3 separate regions of the Sus scrofa genome follow, and regions 2 and 3 are each linked to region 1. The links are chromatin contacts, called in public HiChIP or PLAC-seq maps. All regions are on one chromosome and are shown on one strand. Each heading gives the region's core, a stretch centred on a gene start, on an enhancer-like site or on the middle of the called end of the contact. The rest is flanking DNA. Distances are from core to core; before and after follow the strand shown. Region 1 overlaps RAD51B (DNA repair protein RAD51 homolog 2). Region 2 overlaps RAD51B (DNA repair protein RAD51 homolog 2). Region 3 overlaps RAD51B (DNA repair protein RAD51 homolog 2).

The links. HiChIP or PLAC-seq counts read pairs in DNA pulled down with a chosen protein or histone mark.
Region 2: an H3K27ac HiChIP or PLAC-seq map of alveolar macrophages shows a contact between it and region 1. The contact joins two enhancer-like sites. A contact is called at or near these places in 1 of 47 Hi-C or Micro-C datasets (embryonic fibroblasts) and 1 of 2 datasets of contacts at active chromatin or transcription factors (alveolar macrophages).
Region 3: a contact with region 1 is called in an H3K27ac HiChIP or PLAC-seq map of alveolar macrophages. The contact joins two enhancer-like sites. A contact is called at or near these places in 1 of 47 Hi-C or Micro-C datasets (skeletal muscle) and 1 of 2 datasets of contacts at active chromatin or transcription factors (alveolar macrophages).

The regions. Positions count from the first base shown.
Region 1 is chr7:92,168,678-92,173,361 of Sscrofa11.1, forward strand. All of the region lies in intron 11 of RAD51B (DNA repair protein RAD51 homolog 2), which reads left to right. Among named protein-coding and RNA genes, the nearest start is that of ZFP36L1, 320 kb to the right of the region's middle. Within about 2 kb of position 2,079, at least 12 of the 83 cell types and tissues checked have an H3K27ac peak or open chromatin away from gene starts, as enhancers often do. A contact at or near this core is called in alveolar macrophages, where this site is marked.
Region 2 is chr7:91,920,504-91,925,187 of Sscrofa11.1, forward strand. All of the region lies in intron 8 of RAD51B (DNA repair protein RAD51 homolog 2), which reads left to right. Among named protein-coding and RNA genes, the nearest start is that of RAD51B, 330 kb to the left of the region's middle. Within about 2 kb of position 2,703, at least 38 of the 83 cell types and tissues checked have an H3K27ac peak or open chromatin away from gene starts, as enhancers often do. A contact at or near this core is called in alveolar macrophages, where this site is marked.
Region 3 is chr7:91,944,371-91,949,054 of Sscrofa11.1, forward strand. The region is part of intron 8 of RAD51B (DNA repair protein RAD51 homolog 2); the gene reads left to right. Among named protein-coding and RNA genes, the nearest start is that of RAD51B, 350 kb to the left of the region's middle. Within about 2 kb of position 2,126, at least 42 of the 83 cell types and tissues checked have an H3K27ac peak or open chromatin away from gene starts, as enhancers often do. A contact at or near this core is called in alveolar macrophages, where this site is marked.

The DNA of each region.
Region 1 (4,684 bases), core at 829-3,328:
CGCTGGGATGGGAGGGACAATAAAACGGCAGGCTGGAGAGACAGAGGGGCCTGGTTAGAGATTTCTCAGGCTGCTTTTTGAAACACTTGAAGGAGCCAGTCCGTGCTATTGTTGTAGTAAAATAGAAAGCGGAACTATTCTCCTTTGGAAAAAAAAAAGAGAGAGAGAGAGAGAGGGAGAGAGAGAGAAAAAGAAGAAAAAGAAAAAGAAAGGAAGCCCATTCTCCCAGCATCTTCAGGAGGCCGCCTGGCTCAGGCTGTTACCATGGTGATACAAGGCTGTTTACATCTTCTTTGTCTGTCTCCAACTGGTCCCAGATCCTGGCCTCTCCTGGTTGAACCCAAGCCTCTGGAAGTACTTGGGCCCCAGCCCCTGGAAATATTTGGGTCCCAACAGAGAAGGATCTCACAGCCCCCAGCTTCCTGATGGTTCGGTCTCAGAGGGGCCAGGTCCCAGCAGAGGGAGAGGTCAACTATTTTGTGCAACCGAAGTGGGGAAGGTGGAGGGGTGTCGGAGAAGCTCCCATTCATCCATTTTTCCTTTTGTTCTCAGAGTTCACCATGAAATCCCAGTGCTGACTGAGTGGGAAAGCTTAGAGGGTTGACCAGCCCAGAGGGAGGCTAAGTGGTGGCGAGACCTAGCAGAGGGGGAAAGCAGGACTTGGCTCTGGGAACGGGCTTTCATGGACTGGGTCCTCAGAAGCAAAGGGAGCAGGTACCGTGAGCTCCAACTTGAGCCACATCTGTTCTGGTGCTATCCTTTGCTTCCCCAGCACGCACATGTTGTGCCACCCAGAACACAGCTGGGGCCCCTGGGCCTCTGCGTCAGGGCCAAGAATAAAGATTCTATACCTGAAAGCAGCCAGGCTATTGTTGATGCTGCAGGCAGCCCAGGGAAAACCCAGGGCCTGGCTTTCCCGGAGCCATCCTGGCTTTCATGGGACTCCTGGCAGTAAAGGTCTGGGGACTTGGTGAAGAAGCAGGTATTCTAGGATGCTTTGGCCTGGGAAAAGGCAGCCGTGGACTCGGCAGGCTTCTCCTTGTTCACACTTCCTTTGCCCTGTACTCTTCCTCAGGAAACTAGGAAGCCTTTCAAGAACAAAAACCAAGTTGTTTTCACCGTGGCAGAAGACAATGGACTAGTTTCTCAACAGGACAGAATTGTTTGCTTTTATATAAATATATATATATATATATTTTAAATCAGGACCAGGTAAGGCAGGTTGAATCTGGATTCTGATGCTGTTCTCTACTAGTTTAGGGGTTTTTAAATATTGTTTAAATGAAGGAATAGTTGATTTACAATGTTCTGGCAATTTCATCTGTACAGCAAATTGACCCGGTCATACATATATATACATTCCTTTTCTCGTATTATCTTCTATCATGTTCTATCACAAGTGATTGGATATAGTTCCCTGTGCTATATAGCAGGATCTCATTGCTTATTCATTCTATGAGCAGAATAAACTTGGGGATAGGGCTGGGAACCCCAGGACACCCTGAGATAGGTCTGGAGAAGATTCTGGAAACAAAGCTAGTTTTCTCTTTTCCAACCACCTACTATAGGGACTCAGAAGAAACCAGAAAGCAAAGAAACAGTGATTTTTTTTTTTAAGAGCTAAAAAAGCTATGTGCCTTATCTTTCTTGTAAAATCAAGAATGGTTGTTTGATCACATGCTTTTGAAGCATGTTGTCACAAAGTTGGGTTGGGTTCTTCCACCCCATTTTCTTCATCATGAGCCAGCTGGTGATTCATTGAAAACTTCTTTTCCCTCAAATACCACCATCTGAGTTCATCTGATTTCAGTTAGAATCAGGAGCCCCTGTTTCTGCCTGGTGGACTCAAAGTGACCAGCAGATTCTCCATCTGTTTCCACCCAGGTATGGAGGCGTCTGCTTGGTCAGTATCATCCACGCACCAGGCACAGCCTGGCAGGTTTGTGGGGCCTGGCCAGAGAGTCCTGGGAGTCTGTGCAGCAGAATGTCTCACTCCCACACGCCACAGAGAGGGGGCAGAGGGGGCCTGTCACCCTGTCCTGTGCTGCTTCGGCCTGCTTCTCAGTGAGGCACTTCCCCAGGAAGAGGGGGCAGGACTGCCAGTTGCAGAGGCTCTTCTTCTCGTTCAGCATTCGCTTGCCTGTCCCTCCTTCCATGACATCGGCCCACACGGGCCCCCTGCTTTGTCACTCCTCTGACTCTCGCTGTTAGCCTCAGAGAGAGTTTGTTTCCAGTGTGGGAAATATATTTTAACTACGGAACAGTACAGAAAATAATACAGCAAAATCCATGAGTCTAACACACAGAATTAACACATTAACATCTTGATATTTGTTTCAAATTTTTAAAATTGAAGTATGATTGATTTACAATGTTGCGTTAGTTTCACATATACTGAAAAATGATTTAGGGCATATGTGTATATATATATAAATTATATATAAGAGTTCTCTTGTGGTACAGTGGGTTAAGGACCTGGTATTATCCCTGCAGTGGCTCAGGTCTGTGCTAAAGGTTCGATCCGTGGCTCAGGAATTTGCATATGCTGCTGGTGTGGCCAAAGAAAAGGTGTATATATATATATGTATATATATGTGTGTGTGTATATATATATACTTTTTATATTCTTTGCATATTAATATATATACTTTTCATATTGGCATATATGTACTTTGCATGTTCTTTTCCACCATAGGTAATCACAAGATATTGAATATAGTTCCCTGTGCTATATAGTAGGTCCTTGCTGTTTATCTCTTTCATATATAGCAAGCAGTATGTATATGTTAATCCCAAACTCCTAATTTCAGATTTTTTTTTTAATTACAGGAATAAAACTTGCCAAAATTCAAAATTCCGTCGCACCTCATCCTACTCCCTCCTCTCTCACCCCTATGCTCCTCCACAAACACCAAAAGCCCCCCAGGGTTTGATACATATCCCTACCCGATTCTGAAAAACTTTCCCACATATATGTGAACCCAAACATCATATTTGTTAGGAGCGCATCCTGGACGTGCATAAATGGCTTATTGTTCACATCATTCCGCAACTGGCTTTTTCCCCTTCGCATCGTGTTTTTGCAGCATATCCGTGTCGATACACGTAGATCATGTTCTTTTATTTTATCCATTGCATGAATATACCACATGTCACCCATTCCCTTACTGGAGGAAATTTTGATTATTTGTTAACTCAGTGAATCTGGTTGCACTCGTTTCTCGGTGTGCAGGTGTGAGGGTTTCTCCAGTCTATATCAAAAAGTAGAATGGGGATGCATATGTTTCTCTTTACTCTGTATTCCCAAATTGCTCTCCAAAGAGGTTTGCCAATTTACACTTCTACTGGAGGTAGTGGACCAATTCCTGTGTAGCCGTGTATAATTATAAGTTTATTGTCATGTTTCCATGGGCAATCTTCTTATGTATTCATCATGGATCCCTTTTGTGCCTCTGCCATTGGGATGCAAGCTGCCTATAGCATCTAGGAGGATCTTCTGCACAATGCATGTGCTTTGTGCCTATGCTTCCATGATTAACTGACAAAAATTACTTCACTCCTCCTAAAGTTAACTATATACCCTTCCCGGAAAGGGATGTTTTTGTTCCATTCATCATCCTTATTTTCAGGTGAGGGAGCTGAGTTCCAGAAAGGTGAAGTGATGTTCCCTGCTTCAAAATTGTATTTGTAGCCCTTTCCAAGCCCTCAGCCTGGGCTCCTAAGATTTTATAAAGTCAGAAATGAGTTTGAGCCCCCTCATCTTCCATCACGGCAGTCCGTGACGACTTACCTCTCAGGCTTCACAAGCCTCTGTTGGGAGACTCTAGGCCCATCCTGAATTTTGAATCCTGAAATTCTAAGCTAAGATGGATCAATCACATTCATATAATGATCCCTCAAGAAACTTCCTAAGTATGGTTGGGTTATAAGATTGGCTGGGTGGAATCACAACCTAGATTAACAGTGGTGTATAAGATAGAGGTTGATAGCTTTCTCACATAGCATCATGGAAGAATGCAGTCCAGAGCTGGTGTGGCGCCTTGGCCCCATATGTTGGTCCAGGGATTGCGGCTCTTAGCTCACTGCTCCATCATTGCCTTTATTGCCATGGTCCAAAATGGTTCAGTATCCTGTCCTCCATCCAAGTAGCAGGAGTTGTGTAGGGTAGCAATTTGGCGGCAGGAAAGGGCCACCCCTTCCTTTAAGGATATTATCCAGACTTATACACGTTATTTCTGCCAATCTATAGCTATATGGACAGAAAGACTGGAAGATATAGTTGTTAATCTGGGTGGTACATTATGGGAGTTGTATGATCATGAAAGAGATGGGGAGATGAATATTCAGTAACACATCTCTTTCAGAGGAGCTTAGTTACAGAGATTAGGCTCCAGGGTACAATAGTACAGACCTTAGGGACTAAGCTTGTTGCATAATATTGAAATGCAACATAAATATTGTATGTTTAAAATGCCATCAGGACCTTCTTTAGTAGAATCTAGAGCAGAAGAGCAGAGTATCAGTCAGTAAGGCCACCAAGGATCAGTATCCAGAAATCTTGGTCTCCCACCCAAAACAGAATCTCGCTCAAGCCGCAACTTTAGTATGTGTTTCACTATTGTGCACTATGTAAGAAAGATATTTGAACAAGTGCTACTAGTGCTTATAGCACAAAGCAGGGTGT
Region 2 (4,684 bases), core at 1,453-3,952, 250 kb before region 1:
CCAAATATTATTTTGTTTCTAACTACATGCTAAGTATGCTCTGTGTATAAAGTGACCAAATCTAAGAGGCATTGTAGACAGACTATTTTTAGGGAACTGGTGTTTTTCTTTCAAAGCTCGGTTAGCATTTGGAATCGATATACAGTATAATATTTAAAAGAAAAACAGCATATTTCCTCATCCCCCAAGAGGTTTCTTAAAATAGCATGTAATCTTACCTACAGTGGGAAAAGTCTCAAATTTTATAAATTGGGTTGGCTCTAACTCAGATTACCTGACCAGGAGAGCCCCCAAGAAAAACAAGGCTTAGTAAAGGTTATAGTAATGATAATTAAGAAATTTGTGTTCTGCATGCTGGGCCTCCCTCACTAAAGGCAGTGACCCAGCCTGCGGCTCCTGGCACCATTTCGACTGCTGAGACATGCTGTCTTTTTAGAGAGAAGTCCAAACCAAATCTTTGCCCACTTTGAAAGCCAAAATATTCTCCTCATTCCTTTCAGCCACAGAAAGGGCTGAGCTTTCGCTAATGGGATCCATGTCTTCATGACCTGTTGATGCATCAACCTGTTTTCTTACATGGCATGTAAGCCATAAAGGGTTTAATTTTAGTTGTTTTTCTTCACAGAGTCATGGAGTGTTAAAAGTGCTAGAAGCCAGAAAGGATCTTTGAGGTCAACTGTTTTCAGCCTCTCACTTTCTAGATGAAAACACCAGGGCTCAGAGAGGTGAAATAATGTATCCGTGGCCCCACAGCTGGAACATCGCAGAGCTTGAACTCAGGCCAGTGGACCCTCCTCCCAGGTCTGCAGCTGCACCATACATCACAGCATCTCTATTCAACAGCAAAACCTCTCTGGGGTTATACATTATATTCAAGATGTTGTGTGGGAAATCTGCGTGGTAACAAGCTGTTCTCTCTTAGAGCTGTACCAGGGCTCAGCAGCAGTTTGGTAGCCAGCACTCACAAAGCAAACCCTGTGAGCATCTGAACATGAAATCTTTTCTGAGTGGAATGGAATCAGTGGAGATCTCTGATCGGCTTGTCTTGAGGTGAAGTTCTGATTTGCTGAGAGGTTGAAAATGTTCTCTAGGTGGTAGTGCTCCATGGAAGCCCTTTCTTCTCTCATGATGGGGGCTCCAGTGTGCAGAATCTGATGGACTGGGAGGATTTTCTGTCCCTTCCCATCGTAAGACTCAAAGGCATTAGATTCAAAATAGTATTTCTTTCTCCTTTCTTCCAAGAGCAAACACGTCTGCTCTAGTATGCTCATGTCTGATACTTAGGAACGTATGGGAGCCTGCTTCCATTTTATCTGATTTTAGTCAACGAATATTTACGGCACACTGTGTGAGTCAGGCACCATGCTAGGTGCTGTGAGGTGCACAGGGCACTGGAGAACTGCTGGTCGTCCTTCCTGAGCTCAGGGGAGTGGCCGAGTGTGCAGCAACCGCTGCTGACCATCTCTGAGTGGTCTCTGATGGGTGGCCTCTCTGGTTTCCAGGGTCTTGTGTTTTCAGAGCTTCACTGGTTCTCCCTCAGGGCAAGTGGTCCCTCCCCTGAAGATTCCCTTCAAAAACGCAAGGTTTTCCAAGCGCACCGAAACAGGTTTTTCTGTCTCCTTCATTTCATTGCTCTTCAGCATTTGAAAGAACTGAAGTGAGGACAAGGAGAGAGATGATTTCGGTCTGAAAAAATGTGAGAGTCTCCTTTAAATCTACCGTGGAGAAAATGACGGAAAAATACTCAATACCCTCAGGGCTCCCCTGCCCTTTGAATACTCCTGCTGTAACTACTACCATCGTGTTAGAAGATGCTTGCTGTGTGTTTAGGCTTCAAAGAAAGGAATTATCCTGAGAACTTTTAGTAATGACTCTTTTATTGTAACCTTGGTTTTCTTCCTCCTGCTAATCTTTTAAAATGGGTATTGCAGGAAGCTGCTTGCCAGGCTATAATACAGCTCCAGGGAATGTAGCACATGATCTTTCTCCTTATTTGGCAGTGAAATTTCATCAGGCTGTATTCATCTGAGTGAAACACACTCTAGGAATATCTTTAGTTCTATAGCGGGGAAAAGTTGAGACCAGGTAACAATGGAGCCACAGTGGTTTATTTGTCCTTCCTGAAGCGGATAAAAAGTGATCCAGTATCTGTGTTGCCTTATCAAGGACACCAGGGCCCGAGGGTGAGCACTGCCGCAAACACAGTCTTGTCCGGGGGTGTTTTGCTTTAAAGATATTAGGGATGATAACTCAGCATAGTGTATGTTGACGCGAAGCCCTGGGCTTGCTCGCTCGGATGACTAGGCCTTGGGCTAGTTAAGGGTGGTGGGGTGATGCTTAGGTGTGTCTTGGTTGCAGTTGGTTAAGACTGGGTGGACTGTGGTAGCAGTCCTGACGGCTGTAGTGTCATAGAAAACAAATCAAGACAAAATAAAACAAAACAAGACAAGACAAACAAACAATAAAACCCTCCTGAACATGAAGCAGCTCCCTACCTGTAACAGACAATAATCTCCACCTCACAGAGTTTGTGTGAGGGCAAAATGAGAAAATATTCAGGCAAGTGCTTTGTAACCTCCACAGCACTCTGCAGAAGCAAGCAGATGTGCTTGTAATCGTTATCACAATGACGTGGACTGAGTAATTCCCCAGATATTTATGCTAAGGTCCGTCAGAAAAGAGTAGGCAGGTCACTTGACCAAACAGGATTCTGCATGGCCCAGAAACTCCCAGTTTGAGTCACAGAGTGAAATGAAAGGCCATGGGAAGTGTGCTCCATTTAAAATATTGTTTCATTTTCATATTCTATTCTTTACCAACAAACTCTTTCCAGTGACTTTCACTTTCAAGTTCTCAAACTTGTTCCGTGTCAGTAATGTTCCCACACTTGAAAATTTGCATCGTCTTCCTCGATCTTGCCTCTGAGAAGCCTGTGTATCTGACTAATGCACTGTGGTCAGAATGAAAGCATTGCTCAGGGTGCATTTCCTAGGTAGGAATGTCTAACATCAACAAGTGGCCCAGCCCAGAACATTCTCTTTGGCCCTTTCTCCTGCCCTCCTCAGCCAATGCCAAGCTCTGATTTGTTTGCATATAGGGCTGCTTCCATTTTTAGTCTAGGGGCCTGACTGCCTGTGTGCAGGACGTTTTCCATGTTTAGAGCCCGCACGAGTGCCTGGCTACCTGCTTTCTTCTCTAAGTGGGAGTGTTAAAACAAGGCAGTAAACTCTTCTATGACAAGACTATTGAGGGGCCAAGGTGTTCTGGCTCAATCTCAGGAACCATCATCTTGAAAAAGTGCATGTGTCTCTCTGTCATCTTCCAGCATCCTTCTCATAAATCCTAGAAAATATTTAGCCCAGAAGAAAAGCCATGCACGTAGGGTTATGCTTTGCCTAGTGTCTAAGCTGGTGTTAGGCCTCTTAGTATCTAAGGGGAAGCAGGATGAGGGGTGTCTTTTGGGGCCCAAGAGATAGAACTAAGGTCATGGGGGGAAGCTACGCAGAGACTGATTTTGAGTTAATAATGTGAAGACTTGTTGTTGTTGCCGCCTTTTTTTAATGGCCACACCTGTGGCATATGGAAGTTCCCAGGCTAGGGGTTGAATTGGAGCTGCAGCTGCCAGCCTATGGCAAAGCCACAGCCACTAGGGATCTGAGCCATGTCTGCGACGTACAGATCCCTAGTGGCTAGCTCAAGGCAACACTGGATCCTTAACCCACTGAGTAGAGCCAGGAATTGAACCCTGCATCCTCATGGATACTAGTTTGGTTCATTACCACTGAGCCATCAGAACTCTAAACATTGTTCTCATAGTGCTGTCCAAAGTTGCCTCAAGAGTCTGTGAGTTTCCATTACTGGGGTTATTTAAAAGTAAGCTAGACAACCAGTGAGGGTATATTGTAGAGAGGATTTATGTTATTGGACTAGGTAACTTTTATTTTTCAAACTGTTTTGGAGTTTTTAACCATGAAAGTACTGCATGTGTTTTAAAACAAAATAACCCAGGGCTATACAAAGAATGAGTTAATAATCCTTTTTCTTTCTCTTCTCTCTGATCATATTGCCTTTTTTCTATACCCTTTCTCCACTGAAACCAATCTTTGGAGAAGAGAGAAAAAAGAACATCTCAAATCCTATCTCTGTACTACTTTACCCAACCTAAATATGGTAGATGTGTCTTTAAGAGGTCAAAAAGAAAATAAGATAGTAGGAGAGTGCCTAGCAGTCTCAAGTGAGTCAAGGGCCTTAGGCCAGAGCTAATTATATTATAGAGCATAGAGTAGATACGGGCTTAATCAAGAACTTGGGAAGTATGTGTGCTACGATCTGATCCATCCTCTGATATATATATATATATATATATGAGAGAGAGAGAGAGAGAGAGAGAAAGAGAGAGAGAGAGAATAGAATAGAATATATATCAGAGAATGGATCAGATCGGAGCAGAGCTGTGGAAAGTCACCTAAAGAGAGCGATGGGTCTCTAGGCCCAAGACTGGCATAAACATAAGTAAAGCACCAATGGGTCAGAAAGGGAGCCAGTCCACATCAGAAGCAGCCAAAGCGAGCCCTGGTTGTGCCCTGTCCCCTGTAATTGTCTACAGGAACGGGAGCCTTCAAAGTTTCAGTTCCACTGGCAAGAGCCTTCCTCTGTGGGAAATTCAGTTCAACATTCGAGTCTT
Region 3 (4,684 bases), core at 876-3,375, 220 kb before region 1:
TTTTAGAATTTAAACCAGTCATTAGCAAGGGGCATCACTGGTCATTGTAGTTGCCTGGAGCAACATGAATTTTAAAAAATTCTTTGTGATAAAAATCACCATCATCACTGTCGTCATCCCTTCTGGAAGGCCAAAATTAAGGCCAGTTATTAGAAGTAAACTGTCACAAGAACCTCCCGGTTAAGCGATTGTCTCACTTTTGAGTTGTGTCAATCCACAGGATTTGAGTCTTTGCGGGCTTTGATGAGAGTAACTCACTTCAAAAGGATCAGCAAGACAGAGATTTCTATTTCCATAGGCTGAGGGATTTCTAACAAGAAGCCATATTGTGGATAGTAGATTATAATAACAAAGGGGATTTTAAAATGCGGATGACACATTGACTTGGAATGTTTTCTCATCTGTATTTACTTACTCCTAAGTATGTTCCTTCGTGCGCTTTTTCTCAAGTGGATGGCCAGCTGTGGGCCACCTTTTTCTGCTCTCATGGCTCTATGCCCGCTTTCTTTCTTTCCTGAACCACTCTGCCTTCCTTCATCTAGTCTTGTGTTTTCTCTCTAAATCTTCTTTTCTCTTAACTCTATTTCATCTCTCCTTTCTTTTCCCTATTTGGTCTTACAGTTCATAGCTTTTTTTTTTTTTTTTTAAATGAAGTATAGTTGATTTACAGTGTTGTGTTCATTTCTGCTGTACAGCAGAGCTATTCAGTTACACACACACACACACACACACACACATTCTTTTAAAAATTCTTTTCCATTTCATAACTTCTATTCCTTTTCCTGAAATTCCTTTCTTTTCGCCTCCTCTAAATCAATGTTCTAGTGCCCTACTCCCAAGCTTCTTATCACTTCACGGTTAATCCCTAATGTGTTTACTGATCTGTGGGCCAAAAGGCAAAATCCCCAGGGCTCTCTCTCCATGCCAGCACGGTGAAAAGCAGCAGCTAGCATTGCTCAACAAATGCCTTGTGAACCATGACTCAAGGGATGAGAACTCTTTTGTCAGTGAAAGTTTACATGTATATGTCTGCATGTATAGCTAAGATGTATGACCGCATTCAGGCAGTTAGTTTGCTGAATGGGCAGACACTTGGAGTTTTCATTTTTCTGATAGGGAAGAGAATTAAACACCTTCGCCTAAATTTCTTTCTTAAGTTAATGGACGAGGTCCTGAGAAGTTACGTAAGGAAACCAGATGATATTAAAGAGAGAAACGGGGACAGGAGACCAGCAAGCAGTCAGGCATTAGTACATCCTGATCCTGCTGACACATTTTCGACAGCAGACACAAAGAACCTATTATGGGTGCGGTGATAGAACAGAAAGCAGAAGCAGGAAAGAGATGGCAATAAATGGGAATAAAATCCAAGCGATTGCTGTGTTTGACTGAAAGAAAGAAGAAAGAGGGAAGGGCGTACCAAACGTGGAAGGGCAAGAGAATGGAAGTAGAGACATACCAGTGGAGACAGATCAGAGATTCGAGACGCTTTTCTTGCCTCAATAAAACATTACACATTAAACAGCAAACAGGGAACATGTATTTATCCTACTCAGCCTCAGTGTCTGCAGGACTTTAAGGAATAAAAGCCCGACACTGTTAGAGTAGCATCTTTAAAAAAATGTCACTTCAGGAATCCAGTCCCCTATAAAAGATTTGGGAGAATGTGAGTCGCCCAAGTGAGAAGCAGTGGCAAGTGATACACATCTTAAGGAAAAGTGATTTCAAGTGGTATTGAGGGCTTCCCAGCTGTCAAAAAAAGAAGAGCAATAGGGTCCCATCCACCTTGCGTGCCGGGAAAGAGCAGACCCACCTAATGTTTGTCTAGTCCTGGGCCAGATGCTTTACATACCCTTCTAATTATAAGCCTCTCTGTACATAAAAGTGAAGCCAAGGGGCTGAGAATGCTACCCATTGGGAAGAAAAAGCAGAGGGAATTTGCGGAGCCAGTTCCTAAGGCTCAGGGGGAAATAACTTTGGTTTTGTCAAGTCAGAGCGAGCAGCCAAAGGCAGCAGCCATAGGAGCCTGTCTGAGGTAAATCACCCGGCGAGGTCTGTTCTGTCTTTATTGCAAGGTCAGGGACCATAGCCAGGCGGCCACATGGCTTCAACCGTGGAAATCCCCTAACTTTCCAACGGCTGCAGCCCCACAGCTCCGAGGTTTTACTCACAGAATGGCTCTCTTCCAGCTTTCAAATCTTTCCAAGTTGATTAATCATGTTCTTCTTCTGACTCATTCAGGCCTCTAGAAAATAGCTCTAGGTCCTGGAGGAGCCGTGCAGATCAAAGAGGTCAGATAAATTGGCCTGATGTTGGCCTATAGGAAAACCTAGAAGATACTGCCAAGAGCATTTAAGTATCTGTCCTCAGATGCCAGCATGCGGGCTATGGCCCTAGGCCATCAGCTCATTCATGTATTTGAAATAGGGTGGGGGGGGTGGGGGGTTCACTTGTGTTAGGAAATGGGGCTGTGAGTGGGAATTTTGATTTTTTTAATGTAAGGTTAAGTATTGTAGGCCTCTTAGTAGACAGCTTATTTTTCTATTTATTTAGATGGACTAAAGGTCAGAATAGAACCCTCTGGTGACAACGGCACCCACTCATACAGGGCTGTTATTTGTCAGGCACCATACTGGTTGTTGCCCTAAGAGACCACATTCACAGACTGAGAGGTCAGTTCTGGTTGTCTAAGCCAAGACCACTTACATTGATGACATTATTTTGTCTGGCTGATATTCCTTCTCATGAAGTTTATTTTAGAAGAAATGTTTAGTTTTAGATTCATGACGCACTTAGCTATCCTGGAAAGTCCACTTCTCTTGCTTTGGGGATGCGTTTAGTCATTCAGCTCACGGACACTTACTGCTAATTACCAGGACCTGAGTGTTCCCGTCTTTGGGAAGAAGACATCACCTCTGACGGCAGTTCAGCGTTGTGTTAGTGCTTTGTGATTGGCATGAGCGAAATACTTGGGAAAGCATGGGAGCGACAGCAAATGTTTCTGCAAAGGAAACACTGGAGTGGAAACTTCAAGAATAGGTAGAACTTTCTCAGATGGACAGAAGTGGGAGGAGCATCACCAATGGAGGGAATGGCTTGTGGGAAAGGGAACAACAGCATGCTTAGGTAGAAGACGTTTTAAAAATGGAGTTGTGGCAAAAGATGAGCTCAAGTGTGTTAAGTTGGGCTAAGAGTCTGGTGGACCTTGTGGAGCATACTAAGGCCTTCCCCTGTAAGCACGTCTGAAGTTGTAAGAAAGAATAACCTCATTTGATTGTGTTTTCAGGAAGCGAATTCTGAGGGTCGTGTGGGGTGGGAGAAAAGGGTCACAAAAAGGGACCAGCTGGAAAGTGGGAGTAGGAGGAGCAAAGGTGAGGGGCAGACTTGAGAGGCACCTTGGAAGTCAAATGGGCGGACAGTGACTGCTTGGATACAGATGTGGGTGTTTAGACGATGCCCCAGATTAGGGACTCAGAAAAAGCATGACGCTGTCGATGAGAAATTAGGAGGAAGACCAGCCTCGGGGAGTGACGAGGTTCCTTTGTGACATGCTGAGTTCAAATTAAGGTGCCAGTGAGAGGTGAGTACTTGGAGATGATTAGAAATGAAGCTGAAGAGGAAGGGGGCCAAGGACAGTAGAGAGTGTATTCTGTGTAGATTGTAGGTCAGGAATCTGTTCGTGCTATGTAGATTTTTAGGAATCTCTCCCTGGGTGTTTGGCAACCATATTGGTTGTTTCTGTGGCAGAACACACTTTGGATTATGTTATTTTCCTACACGTGACTAACTTCTTTTTTTTTTTTTTTTAAATGAGGTTGGAAGCCTCAGCCAAACACTAGCAGGACACTGACCCCTTTTAGGCCATTATCTGCATGTGCTTCTTTGGGAAGGAGTTGGGGAGTCGTTCTTGGAGGCACAGAAACACATGTTCCCACTCAGCTTTCCCTGGCTGACCTGAATTCCAAGTGACTGCTGGCCCTAGAGAGACTTGCAGACATCTACACAAAAGGAGTGTCATTTGTATGCAGCCCTGAGCTAATTGTATCAATCTGTCCCTTAAGTCTCTGAGAAGGCACACATGTTGCTTCTCCAGTTTGCACCCATTTTCAAGGACACCTGTATGACCCTTCATCACATCAGCTGACCCCTCCCCCTTTTACTCACCTGCTATTTCAATTATGTGAGCAGAGGTGCATCTGCCTCAACACTCCCTGTCCTGGGATATTGCTTCAGAAGAAGATTATTGGGGAAAACATTTCTGCTTTTGAGGCAACTCGGGGATTTAAATCTCTTCCAGCCTACAGAACACCTGGATTCAAGTATCTATTCCCTTCTGACTCTGGAAAAATGAACTGCGTCTTGAATTGAAGCTCATAAGCACATTGAAAAACCGAGCGCCTGTTTCCTCCTGCTGTTCACTGAAGCAATGAAAAAAAAATAAACCAATTCAAGTAGTCCAGAGCCAGTTTTAAGTATCACAAGATAAGAGCAGTGTACCCGGACTTAGGAGCCTGGTTTTAGTGCCATGTGCATAACTGGCTCATGCAGGCTCCTGAAGCCAACTGCCTCGCAAATGCCAGACTTCCTGTTTGTGATGATAATTATATATATATATATATATATATATATATATATATATATATATATATATGAAAAACCAGCCAGCACTTATACTCTTGTTTCA